Linked DNA regions of Siniperca chuatsi: region 1 is linked to region 2. The links are chromatin contacts, called in public Hi-C maps. All regions are on one chromosome and are shown on one strand. Each heading gives the region's core, a stretch centred on a gene start, on an enhancer-like site or on the middle of the called end of the contact. The rest is flanking DNA. Distances are from core to core; before and after follow the strand shown.

What was found. Hi-C and Micro-C count contacts between places; a contact is called where the count stands out from the background.
Region 1: a Hi-C map of skeletal muscle shows a contact between it and region 2, with 2.5 times the contacts expected there. The contact joins the promoter of pex2 here to the enhancer-like site in region 2. A contact is called at or near these places in 2 of 3 Hi-C or Micro-C datasets (skeletal muscle and an unstated tissue).

The regions. Positions count from the first base shown.
Region 1 is chrLG19:12,114,268-12,120,368 of ASM2008510v1, forward strand. pex2 (peroxisome biogenesis factor 2) reads right to left here and starts at 3,025. Exons shown (of 2, transcript XM_044177297.1): 1 at 2,919-3,025. The coding sequence starts at 2,922. LOC122866771 (trichohyalin-like) reads left to right here and starts at 3,142. Exons shown (of 29, transcript XM_044176862.1): 1 at 3,142-3,690. The coding sequence starts at 3,430. It overlaps trnal-uag (a tRNA gene), which reads left to right and starts at 3,738; the gene lies at 3,738-3,819.
Region 2 is chrLG19:12,018,956-12,025,981 of ASM2008510v1, forward strand. The region is part of intron 1 of zfhx4 (zinc finger homeobox protein 4); the gene reads left to right. Among protein-coding and RNA genes, the nearest start is that of LOC122866228, 18 kb to the left of the region's middle. Within about 2 kb of position 1,951, the one cell type or tissue checked has an H3K27ac peak away from gene starts, as active enhancers do.

The DNA.
Region 1 (6,101 bases), core at 1,775-4,274, 96 kb after region 2:
ATAAGCATAAACCGCTCCCTAGGAACTGACCTTGAGACTGACGGTCACAATAAAGTAGGAGGGAACATTCTTGAAGCATACACAGCTCAGCTATACTGAGGTACAGGCATTCAGGGAATAGCCTATAGACAGAGGAAGGCTGCACTTTCTTCTTGACCTTGGTTTTGGTGTCTAGGGAGGGGATGAGGGTGTTTAGGGCAGGGGACTAAAGACTGAGGGATGCTGGGAAGGTGGAGTATCTCTGGGGGATTGCGTATTGCTTTTTCTACAGCAGACAAGCGCTCTGAAGCTGCTCACAAGGCTATCATTCCATGCCAGTTAGAAACTGTGTCCAAAAGTCTCGATTTAGCTCCTGGTGTGGTGTAGTGCTCAAATTCCTTAGCACTTAGCTATGGTTGTTAGCATAATATATTTGCTGAAATAATGCATAAACGTTCACTTGGCTTTCTATGATGCTTGTAGCGAGAAATAGGCTATGCATTGGCAAAGCATGCTGGATTACAACTTTACATTTTATTCCCTTGCTCATGTAAATTAATTTGTGTAAAAGCTCTGGTGAATAAAACCTATTTCTCTGAGCACTCCATTCTCGTTTTTTCTCTCTCTCCCGCTCCCTCACTTTATTGCCCTTCTTTCGCCAGGAACGAGTGCGAGCCTATTAGCCATGGCCTGCTAATGTCCTCACTATGAAAACGGATGAGAATGTCAGATTTAGAACTTTTAAGAGAGTGATGTCATTCAGCAGACCACAGGCATTACGGGGACACTAAGATTACCCAGGCGGTAACCAGACTAATTGTTATGAGTCTGTTTCATGAAAAATGAATGTGTGCAAATGCACAGAGGGGTCTTCGGGCTGTGTGTGTGCGTGTGTGTGCGTCACACACTAATGCTTTATCAAGGCTCTCCTCTTTCTCTAATCACCCAAGACTCCTCCGAGCCATGGGGTGAGGGCCAAGTTAATGCCTGAACACAAAAAAATTGCACATCAGTTAGAACAGCATATCTGACACACAAAAAATGTGCTCTGCCTAATCTGGTTTGCTCAGAAGGTAAATTATTTAAGAGAATTAATTGATTTCATGAGTATGAAGGTTGAGTATGCTAAGGCTGTATGAGTAATAAGTACAGGGGTTTGCAAAAAACAACTTAAAAAGTAATGAAACATTTAGAGGGCAGAGAGGCACAATGAATGTGGAAGAAAAAGCGGAACAGCTAATAAATGAGAGAACTGAAGTTGTGTCTTTGTTAGGAGTCAATGAGAGAGGACTGGGGCCTCACCTCATGCAAATAAAAATGTGCTATGCTGAGGAATATTTGATCAGCACATTTCTTAGCTTCTCTTTACGCATGAAAAACACAGGCATAATAAAAGTGAAAACATTTTGTCTGTTTCTGTGCAACAATTAAAATGTGTGTGGGAGTGGAAAATTCTAACCTGAGGGGAAGCTGATTTTTGTGTCCAGTAAAATCTATGAGAATGTGAAGGGCATTGCAGGATGAGAGATTTAAGAGTTTGCCACAGTCAACCCCACTGAACAGATGCTAGCTACTTTTAGGAATTCATCTTTGATATGTATCTACGAATCAATTTGGGGAATTGGATTGCTGCCGCTACAAATTGCACCCCTAATGACATGTTGACATGTTATACTTTCATCTGAATTTGGAAGTTAATGCCTTGATTTCCTGCAAAAATAAGAAAAAAGTGCCTTCTGGCAATGTACACATTATAGCTAGTGCACTGCAAATATGGAAAAAATATTTAATTAATTGTTAGTCATTTATCCAGTATAATGCCTAATGTTTGCTGATTAGAGCTTCTAAAATTTAAATGACTGAAATTAAAAACCTTGGTCAGAAAATATATATATTAGTTGAAGCCATTTTACTTTATGAAATAGGCCACTATGTATGTGCAGTATAATGTTTTTTGTTTTATGACTAAAACTATAAAGCTAATCCATCTAGGATGGAATTCTTTAAAAAATAAGTGCACAGATAACCCCACTGCCTTTATCACTTGCCTTCATCTGGAAACTGTATAAAATGACCTTATAACCCCAGAGTGAGATCACAGCCCAATTTAACTTCAGTGACTCCCTTAAAAACACACTCATTACACTAAGTGTTTAGCTCCAGAGGCAAACGCCTATACTTCAATCTCATGCAATCAGCCGCTCCACATTCTCCTCATAATGACATTGTCTCTAATTTTTTAGCCCATGCCCATCAATCTTTAACAACAACAAAACCTAAATCTGCTCCATTTTGATAATAAGGCAAGAGCATTATGTGATAATCACAGTGGGGATTAGGTTGTGGCAGAGTGTGCAAGAGCAATACAGTCAAAGCCACTGGAAAAGAGAGATATAACCAAGAGATAGATAAGAGTAGAGGAGTGATGATTGGGATGAGAGAAATGAAGTGAGTAGTCTCTTGAAAATCAATAAGATCAACTTTGCCTTGAATCTCAATGTGGAAGGTTTTGATCTCTGGCACTGATTATTTAGGGGAATAATGGAATTATGTGCAGAGCAGTATAACACACTCCTACGGGAACACACTCTTACAAGGTTACCATCCAAAGTTGCAGTTGGTAAATATACCTGGAGAGGACTCGTAATGAATCACAAGAGTTGGTCATTTGAACCGTATGCGCTATGCACATCGATAGACATCAACCATCGATTTGATTTTAAATGCAAAACATGCATGAAAAGGGAACAAATACATCTTTGGAGAAACAACAGTCACTAGACAGCAACAAGGAGGTGATAACATTAGACCACGAGTCTTTAAGCCGCTTAAAAGAAGCCGACGAGCCGCATTTGAGTTTCCTGTGGAAATACTAGGATATGGAAGAAAATAATCCATACTTGAATGTTCGCTAAATAACACAACGAATATATATTTACCCATTTCTTTTCAGGGGAAAGGTGAACTCAATGTAGTCCAGTCCTCCCTGATACGACTAAAACAATCTGTATTTCCGGGTTGTAAAAATGTACCCCGCCTCTTGAAGAAAACTCACCAATGGTGTGCAGGTACGTCACAATTACGAGGCCAATCGTCAAAATTAGCCAATCAGAACACACAGCGCTAACACAGCGGCAAACTGCAGGGGGAAGCGTCGTTCGGTCTGGAAATAATACACTCATAGTCGTCCTCCGTTGTAGTAACGGCACATAGCGACCAAGTTGTTGGAGAAGCCACGGTAATTCACATAAAGTAACACAGATAATGTCTAACATGCACTCTAAATGCCATGCATTGACTTTTTTCAGGTTACTATTGTCTAATAGTGTAAACTATAAGGCAGTGCAAAGATTTAATCAGAGTGACAAGCCACGATTTTGATAGTTAGCTAGTTAGCCATTTCAAGACTGTGGTTTGTTTCATAAACAGTGCAGATACTTTATTTGAGCAATGCTGAAAACTTGCACAACCATGAACCAAAAGACAACATCACCAGAGTCAGGGGACAACTCGAAGCTGTCGGGACATGGAAGTGATGCTTTGAACCTGCCCTCTCCCTCAGGCGAAGTAGAGCTGAAAGTTGCCATCCAGGGTCTTGAGACCGAGACAAACAACGTGAAACAGCTTCTATACGAGTTCAAAGGACTTTACGAGCAGAGGTTGAGATTTCTTGAGTTGGACAACACTTTAACCAGAGAGGAACTGATGCAGGTTAGTAAATCTTCGTCCAGATGTTTTTTGAATTGCAGCGTGACAACGGTAGCGTGGCCGAGCGGTCTAAGGCGCTGGATTTAGGCTCCAGTCTCTCTCGAGGCGTGGGTTCGAATCCCACCGCTTCCATTATGACCTCAGTGGGCTGGATGTATAGTCAGGTCATCGTAATCAAATATAGATCCCCTAGTCATCTATAGGGACTAATTTAACACTGACATCAAGTGTTCCTCATTCCACTGGGCACATCCTCCGTAGTTAACCATCGAGGTTTCTGCACCCTGGATTGTATTCATGTGAACAGCGTCAATTATATATATATATATATTAAAAAGCATTATTGAGTACCCCATTCAGACCCTGAAGTCTCTACAAGATGTGTAGTTTTCTGCAGACATCTATTGTCATTAGGTTACCATCCATCCAATACAAATCAAAGAGCATCCTGTTCAGCGTGACTCGGGCATCAGAAGATGACCTCCGTCCTGTCAGACAAATGACAGGAGGAAGCGCAGGGGTGCTTTCATAAAGCCGCAGCACTTGTAACAGGTGGCAAATTGCATTATGTTTCCATCTGAGCGGCAGAGATCAGGAACACAGATCCACACTCATATTTAAAAAAGAGAGGTTTCTAATCATCAGGATTGTCATGTGACATCATTTAGCTACAGAATGTAGCCCGTGTGAGCTGGGCTGTGCATCAAAGCACAGGTAACAAGGTTTCAGAGATGGGTTTCAGTCAGCCGGCCCCAGTCGCTGGCCTGTTTAACAAGGTTATGTGTTTAGAACCCAGGAGCTCCCAAGTCCTAAAGGTTGATGTGGACAGTTAATCACAAAGCTTGTCCATTGAAAACACAACGCCCATTCATCCATGAACCCACTGTAGGTTTAGGATGTTTCCTAACATGTTAAAACACTTGAACAACCTCCTAATGAAAGAATTCATATAAAAATGTTTTTCTTATGCTTTAGGGCAGTGATCCTGAATAGCTGTTCCAAAACTGGAAAACAGTAAACCAACATGCTATTGAGTTTTATATAATGGATGCATTTTCAGTTCCACACCTTTAAAATACAATGTCAACCCTAGAATGTTATCTTAGATACTGTCACATCTACTGTCTTTGTAAAGTTACTCTCCCCTGAAGCTATACATCAGTTTTATATTATGCGTCAAGGGACGGTATAAACTGCTTGTTGACTTTTTTGGCTGTAGGGGACAGAGGTTCATGAACATAGATGTACAGGTGCTCCTCTAAGGCAAGAAAATTCTGAAATTCAGTGGCACTCTTTTTTTTTTTAATCAGAGCTGCAATCATTGTATATATAGGGTATCTGGCTACCTGTACAATCTCTTTAAGGAACAACTGCACAAGCAGGTTTTTTTAACTGAGATAAAAGACTGACCCGAAAGACTGTACTGAAGAACTGTGCAGATTTGATATATTATGTCAGTTGTGAAGCATGTTCAGGTGACCTATTTTTTGTAAACAATAAAATGTGTACTTAGAAATGCATTCTCCCAGACATAAAGCAGCAACAGGAAACAACATCTTTCTGAACCTGCCCTAACCCCTGACCAACTACATACTCTTGCCTGCTCATGAAGTATTCCTTTCTAATAATACAGTTCAGAGGTCATCTATTGTGAATCCTAGGCGGGCTGCTGTATGACAGCCAAGACTATCTGACCTCCATTGCTGGGCTAGTTTTATATAGAGGTTCTGGGAAGTAAAACAAGTTTTAAATTTCAAAACCAATTTAATACCCCCCATGAAGGTGATGATTCATGATGAAAGTAGGGCAATGATTTAGACAGGAAATTCAATCCTACTATAAAGTCCTACTAATAACAAGCATATGGTTAAAATGGATGTGTTATTAAACTAAACATAAGTAAGCAAGTGATGCAAGTCAAAATGTATTACAATAAGCAATAGAGCTGCCGTAAATCTGATGTAAAGAATCATCAGCTTTGATGATGTTATCTTAGGCTATGAATTACATATCTCAGCTTCCCTCATAAGCAAGGTGTTGCTGCTCTCGTTTTGTGGGTCCTAATCCAGATGTTAAAAATGCATGGGCTACTTGTTGCGGTGGAACGAGAGACTGTGGCCATCAGCAGTGGATTTCACCATCACCACAATTTCTACTCGTTGTCTTCAGATGTGTGTTTTTGTCACAAACTAAAAGAATTACAACCTGCGCTGCGAGACTATTGACTCTCCACCCCATGTATCTCCCTGTTTAATCACATTCTTAATCTCAATGGGACTACTCTAAAGACATAAGGGTTAAATATAACTAAATAAAACATACATTTTCAGATTCTGTTATCCTGTTTGTCTGGGGAGCTCTCATGTTTCCCTTCTGAGGCATCAACATTGGAGGCCTTTTCCTGTTCATTCAGT
Region 2 (7,026 bases), core at 701-3,200:
ATCTTTCCTTGTCTGCTCAGTGTGTGTGTTTGCATGTGCACTCGTGCATTGGCAAGGTCGTGCGCATGTGGCGGCAATGTGTTGGAGGGGACAACAGCAGTTCAGTTGTGTGTCGTGTGTGTCAGTCTGTGTGTGTCACATGTGTAACACACTGCTGTCTGTGAAGCGAGACCGGGACTGTGAGACTGGTATGGCTCTGTGTAGCGACATAGCTGAATTTGTTTTTGATTATTGTACAAGACTGAGATTCTGGCAAAGAAAAGCTTGGGCCTAAATAACAGGGACAAGGAGTTCTGCCTTTGAAACGTTCAGCCCTTCTTTTCATTCCACCCAAATATCTAATTACAACACATCTTTATAGCTGCCCCCAACCAAGCAGCAGGACTTTCTTTTTTAAGGGGGAGGGTGGACAAACATTTAATTTTCTGTGCTTCCCACTAGCCAAAGGTGGATAGAGATTGGGCCTAGTTGGTGCTACTAGTACTTGCATGCTAATCCTGTTTTTTGACAGGAACGTAAACTGATATAATTGCTTTTCAGAGGCAGGAACGGCGGTTTATACAAGTGTGAAAGCACGGGAAAGGGGATTAGCATTATTTTGCATAATGCTGGGCAGGCGCTGAATGGGGCATTGAACGCTTGACTGGGTGACAGAGATGAAAGAGAGATGAAATGCTCTACCCCTCTTCTCTCTCTCCCTCCCTCTCTTCCGTTTCTCCCCAACAGGCCCTCTGTCTCTGACCACTGTTGCCGGTAGAGGACTGTGTTTGCTGGAGAGGACCCGGAAACACCAGGCTGGTGTTTTTGGCTGTTTGTTCGGATGCCAGCAGATGGAACCTGTCATGTGAGGCAATATGTATGATAATAGAGTAACTGTGGATACTGGGAAACTCTGGGCTCCCTAAGCCTCCATGTATATACTAAACTGCATCCCTAAAGCACTGAAGTGTGCAATTATGTAGTGGATGGATGTGGCTCAGGTAGCATTTACATGGAAGGAAGGGAGCGGCTTTCATGGATCAAATCAAACTACACTGTTCTTACTTTTTCCTTTGTTGAGATGTTTGCTAAGGATTTGGTCGGATACCGTCTGGGTAGAGGGAATTGTGGAATTGCGAGGCAGGTGTGTTTTATGTGAATGCCTGCATGTGTGTGAGCTCTGGTGGTAGTGGTAGGAGGGGGTACAAGGGTGGTGACGCAGCTTAAAATTGCCACCGTGACTTCCATATGACCCGACTCGACTTTATGAGTAATTTATGATCAACCGTCATCATTGCTATTGCATCTGGCGTATGGAAATGATCCAGGGTCGAGGAGGGGTGCGAGGTTGGTTAGAGGAGAACATGAACGCCACAAAGGCCGGTGTGGCCTGTTTTTGTTGTCTCTCATTGGACAGGATCCTCTTTCTTTGACCTTTTGCACGCCTTCCCTCGCCTTTCATATGCTAATGCTGGCCAGATCCGAGGAGGAAACGTGCTGGAGCTGAGTGGAGGAGGACAAAGACTCCCTCTCTCTTTCTCTGCCTCCTTTCCACGCTATATCTCCTCTTTTCTTGCCTCTTCCCCTCTCAGCAACTTGACAGACTGAAAGGAAGTGAGTGCTTAGTGGATGGGAAAGGTGGGGATGGTGTTCTCGCTGTGACCTGCACCACCTGTGAGGATCAAGTGTGCTGCAGCGATCCTTGGTTATGTGTATGTGGAGTGTTATTTTGAGTGGCCCTTGTAGTGTGTATTGCAGATCGGTAATCGTTTGAGCCATGCTACTGGTAGCAGTATAGCTCAGGCAGAGTCGGTTGAGGAGTAATTTGTTGCTTTTCCAGTGAAACTAGTGTAGGCTAGAAACTAGAGTTGTCATACAAGGTCTATATTTCTCCCTGTCTCTCTCAGCTCTGCCAACTCTATCTTACAACCAGTAAAGTACTGTCTCTGGCGGGGTAAAAGGATACTAATATAGTTACTACAACCCTCCCCTAACATAATACTCCAGTGCACCACTGTTGAGCATGACGTGGTTTCGAGGCTCTGTTATGGGAAGGGGGCATGTTATCTGTAGGAAATGTAATTTTTGTCCTCATTGAAATCGTTCATTATTGAGCGCGGTTATCTAAATGTTTTTGTTGCTGTTGGTCCTGCGCCAGTCAGGATTGCGTTACCCTCTCTCTCTCTCTCTCTCTCCCTCTGTCTCTCTCTCTCTCTCTCTCTCTCTCTCACTCTCTCATGTCTATGTCTGTCTGTCTCTCACTCTCTCTCTCTCTCATCTCGCCAGGCCTTCATCAGTCTCTTAAGGGAAAATAGAAAGAGGGGGATTTTTCTCTTCCCTCTGTACTCCATCCCGTTCTCAGGCTCTCCTGCCTATTTTGCATCAGCCATCTCGTACAGGATATTAGCCATGGAAAAACATGGGTCTGGGTATTTCATTTAGAATAATATGTTTATTCTTTTCATTTCAAAGTGGAAGTGGGGGGATTTCGCAGGGTGGGGAAAGAACAATCGGGGCCGTGTGTTCGAGGACTCATTCTGTTTGATCTGAGGTCCTGTGGGCCCTGGGGGTGGCTAAGATTCTCAGGTTTATGTGAAATAAAATGGGCTGTTGAAAAAATTAGGCCTCTCTCTTTCTCTCATATTGTCTCACTGATTTGCTTTCTCTTTGGATCTCTGTTGGAGTCTCTGTCTCATGTTCTCTGTTGCTTTCTGTCTCGTCTTTCATTTGCATCTCTGGATGTTCTTTTCTGTGGCATGGCAGTCAGGTAGGGAGGGGAGAACAGGGATTGGGCAATTCGAAAGCAAAGAGAAACTGCCTCCTTACTGATATTTCTAAACTTTTACTTTATTGCTGTACATATGTATCTATTCGGTGTAGACTTGAAGCTGCATTTACCTTTCAGACTGTGACATTGCTTGTCCTCTATACTCCTTGATGCAGTCACCATGAAGGACACTTGCTCAGCCCTTCAGGTCCATGTGAGTGCCTCAAAGTCCTCATCTTACATATTCAACAAAGCATTCAGCAGGCTTTTGTTTTAGAAAGGTTTGTCCCTCATGTACTTACCAACAAAATAATGCACAGTACAAAAGGTTATATGCCACATTTTATCGATTGCTCTACAAAGTACTTTCATAGTTGTAAAAGCTGGCAAGGTAAAATCAAATCCAGAAAAAATATATGCACAACTACCTCATCCAAAGAGAAGTTAAAAAGACAAGCTCTGAGTTAAGAGGGGAAAAAAGTTGATGAATGACTAAGTTACTCCAGGTTTGAGAAAAAATACACCACAATAGCACAAGACGTCTCATGACAAATGATACATTCTCTTCCTTGTTGGCCAAAGACAAAGGCGGGGATTTAAAAGGCAGAGAGCCCAGTCACAGGACAAATGCACATCAATAGACCTTAAGGAAAAATGGAGAAAGAAGGGAAAGTGATAGTATAGTATATCTGTGGAAATAAAACAAAGTAAAAAATCTTTATAGATAAGATAACAATGATAGTATTTTTATCAGGATATCTGTGTCACCCTTACTTTCTCTTCGGTTCATGTATGCTACTGTGTGTCAGCATCTGCATGTGCCTGTGTATGCATGTATATCTCATATGAGGCATGATTGGCATGTGGTATTCCTGAAGGCAATCGCATGTGGATATCAAGGCCATTGGCAGGGCTTGTCAGGGAATAAGTGGCTAATTAATTATGCATGACTTGTGGGCTTAAACAAACAGTGTAATGAGAGATGAGATGAATTTACCAAATAATTTAGCCTTAGTTGCATGGAAACCTTCTCAATTATTCTATTATTATTATTAAAACTCACAATTATGAGATTTAAGATTTAAAAAATTCCAAAATGCCCACCCACCTGGCCACAATTAATATGAATATTTCTCTGGACCATTTTGTAACTACAGGGATATGTATTGTGAACAGTATTATAAAACAACATCTTTTCCAATGTAGGTCTCAGTCTGATCTAATACAGGCAAGCAAGCATGTGTCTCCACAACTCCCCCGAGGAGACTCCAGCCAACACTATCCCTCTCAAACCCTGCCTCTTTTTTCTGGCCTGGCACCAGCTGTGGAATAATCTTTAATTATTTGCTTTTAAAAAGAAAAAAAAATAAGACTCCTTTTTTTCTGTGACAGTAAAGAAGAAGAGCAGAGCAGGCACAGGAATGTTCTTGTATATGAAATTGTAGGTATTAACAGGGCCGGTTTTGTCCGCGGTTTCACTGATGTATCAGCTCTCTGCCCCTAGACTAAATAAAGAGGGGAGTTTTGCCGTGTTTCATCCCTGCTTAGATGAGCAGATATAGGAGGGCTTTGGAGGAATTGTTAAAAAAGCAAAGTATGGCTGAAGAATGGACCTCTTCCTTAACACAATACCTAAACAAGTGTCAAGATGTGGTGATGGATGGTCCGGTGTTCCTTTTGGCTTGTCGGAGACACTCATCCTTACACCTTTTTGTAATATTGTAAAAGTAACGGCAGAGATTTTATAAAAAGACTAGAGCATAGTGATTGCCTGCCCTTTTCAGGATGTATGTTATGTATAATTTTAATAATAAGACACATACGTGTTTGAATGTGGCTTTGCTTTTGCTGTAAGCATAATCTGTGAGTGCATGTGTGTGTTTGAGAGAGAGAGAGAGAGAGAGAGAATAAAAAGAGAGATATTGCTGACTCTGGTTTTCAGCTGCCTTGTCACTGACCTCCACGGTCCCCTGGTTGTCACATTAAAGGCAATGCAACACATACATGAGAAAGACAGCAAGAAAGAGACCTTCATTTCATGTTGATAATTTAACAATAAGTACACAGTGAGAAGTTTTTTTTTAATCTTACATGTTAGATTTCTATATTTTATTATTTTATATCTAATAGCAGTTACTTCCTACAGCGAACAGTAAGGTAATGGGTCCATTTCATCTTGGTTCCCTCTCAGCGGGCTGGCCCTGGATTTGCGTGACATGGTGTTTATTTGATAAAGGAATATTGTGGTGCTAATCTAAAACCACGCTAATTACATCTGACAGTTGTTTGTTTGTAGTGAAATCCAATTAAAATGTACACTTTTCAACTCCATTGCTCATCCCCCCATTCTCTTTCTTCCCTCCCACGGTAACCAGAAAAAGAGCCTATGATGACATAAATAACAACTGTGCTTTCCTTGTGGTTTTTGTGAGAAGAGGGCAAACTCACAACAGCTGTCAGAAAAAGGGGGTTTGTTTAAAAAGCAAATGGCTTTGGTCTAAAGTTCATTTGGAGACCTCTCTAATTAAATAGAGAGCCAAAAGCTTAAGTTAATTAGTAATTCCCTGGGTCCAGAAATTAGACCTGTCACGAGTATTCAAGCTCTTGGAAAGCCAAAAGGTATGTGTGCATTTGTGTTTGTGTGTTTTTCCACAAATCCCTTATTTCTGCTCCCATCTCTTTACACCAGTGTGCCTAAATGTGTGTTCATCTGTGCTTTTTATTCTGCAAGGCCCGCACATTTTTCCTGTTGAACTGCTCGAGACATTAATGGTCTTTTTGTGGCGTGTCAGAGAAGTGCTTGGGAGATGTTTAAGTGAGGGGCACATAGCTTGTGGCGTCAGTCAGGATACCTGCCCTATGATTATGTTTATGAAGATAATAACAGGGCTAGGGTCCCGCCGAGTACCGTCTTTAGAAACCAGTGGGGGTTTGAACTTTAAACTTTATTGTTACCCCTGGAAAAGAACTGGAAGGTTTGGTCGCCATGTCAGAGAAATGTCTGTACAATTAGCAAGGTGTCTCTGTATCCCTAACTGTAAAAGCAGATGTTCTATTCTCTTCTGTCCTCTTCTCTTGTATTTGACAGTGTAATTGGGCAGATAAGCACAGGTTAAGCAAACATAGATCAGCTGACAATGCAGAGACAAGATGTCCCTACCTGTTCAGACCATTATAGCTTAATAACTAGCATTTGAGACAGCCAGCAACCACGCTGCTTTGGTACAATGCATTGACTAATAGTTACTGTCCTATCACTAGCTGTACTGCTGGCATGTTTTTCAGTCACTGATAGACATCTTTCACCAAATAGGGCAACATTTGTGACATTTTCTCTTCCTTTCCTAAAAAGGAATGAACTTTAGGCAACAAGTAGCCAGAGTTGCTACATTAGTTTGTAATACTTATAATAATAGGTTCCAAAATATCAGCAGGACTTACTGCTCTTGCAAAACTGATTTCAGTGCTGGAAAAGTACTTCATGTTTTTAATTTTGGACTGCTCTGCCTGTGATGAGGCAAGTATTTTAAGAATATATCATGCTATTTTTGAGTCTTTAAAAAAAAGTACACATACAAGTTGTTTCACAAGCTTCGCAGTTATCATAGCTTAAAATAAGCGGAGAATCTGAGGCTCATGGTAGTTGATACAGTATAACCAGCCATTTATATTTGCCAGGTGGATGTGAAATGCCTGCGTCAGAGACTGCTCTCTGTGTCTGTCTGTGAGTGTGTCCTATCCTTGACAGACGTGGACAGTGTTTGCTTAACCTCTTCTGCGCTGCACTACCACAGCCTTGTCAATTTAAGTGTGTGTGTGTGTGTGTATGTGTGAGAGTGAGAGAGTCCAGCAATGGTAGCTTTCATTTTTCATGTTCCCAGCAGTATTTTTTCGAAACAAACCTGCTGAGAGGCAGAGTTAGAGGGGGTCTGAATCAACACAAATGAGTGATATTTGTTTTTTTTTTTTCCTGGGGTGGTATATAATTGTGTGCATCTACACACCCCAATAGAAAACATGCATTTTGGATGCATTTCCAGATTTTTTTTCAGGCTTTGTATTTAGCAGGATTATTAATTTCACTTGGCAAATAATCCCACCCTGCCACCCCCTTCAATTTGCTATGTTATTGCAAAGAGGAGGGGTGTGTGTGTGTGTATGGTCCATTGCTTTTGCCTCATCCAAAGGATAAGGCTGTGATTTATGTAACATCTAAGCCCTTTCATATTGTGTATGTTGTACCTTACAAGAGCATGATGAGCAGGCTAGATTAATATTTA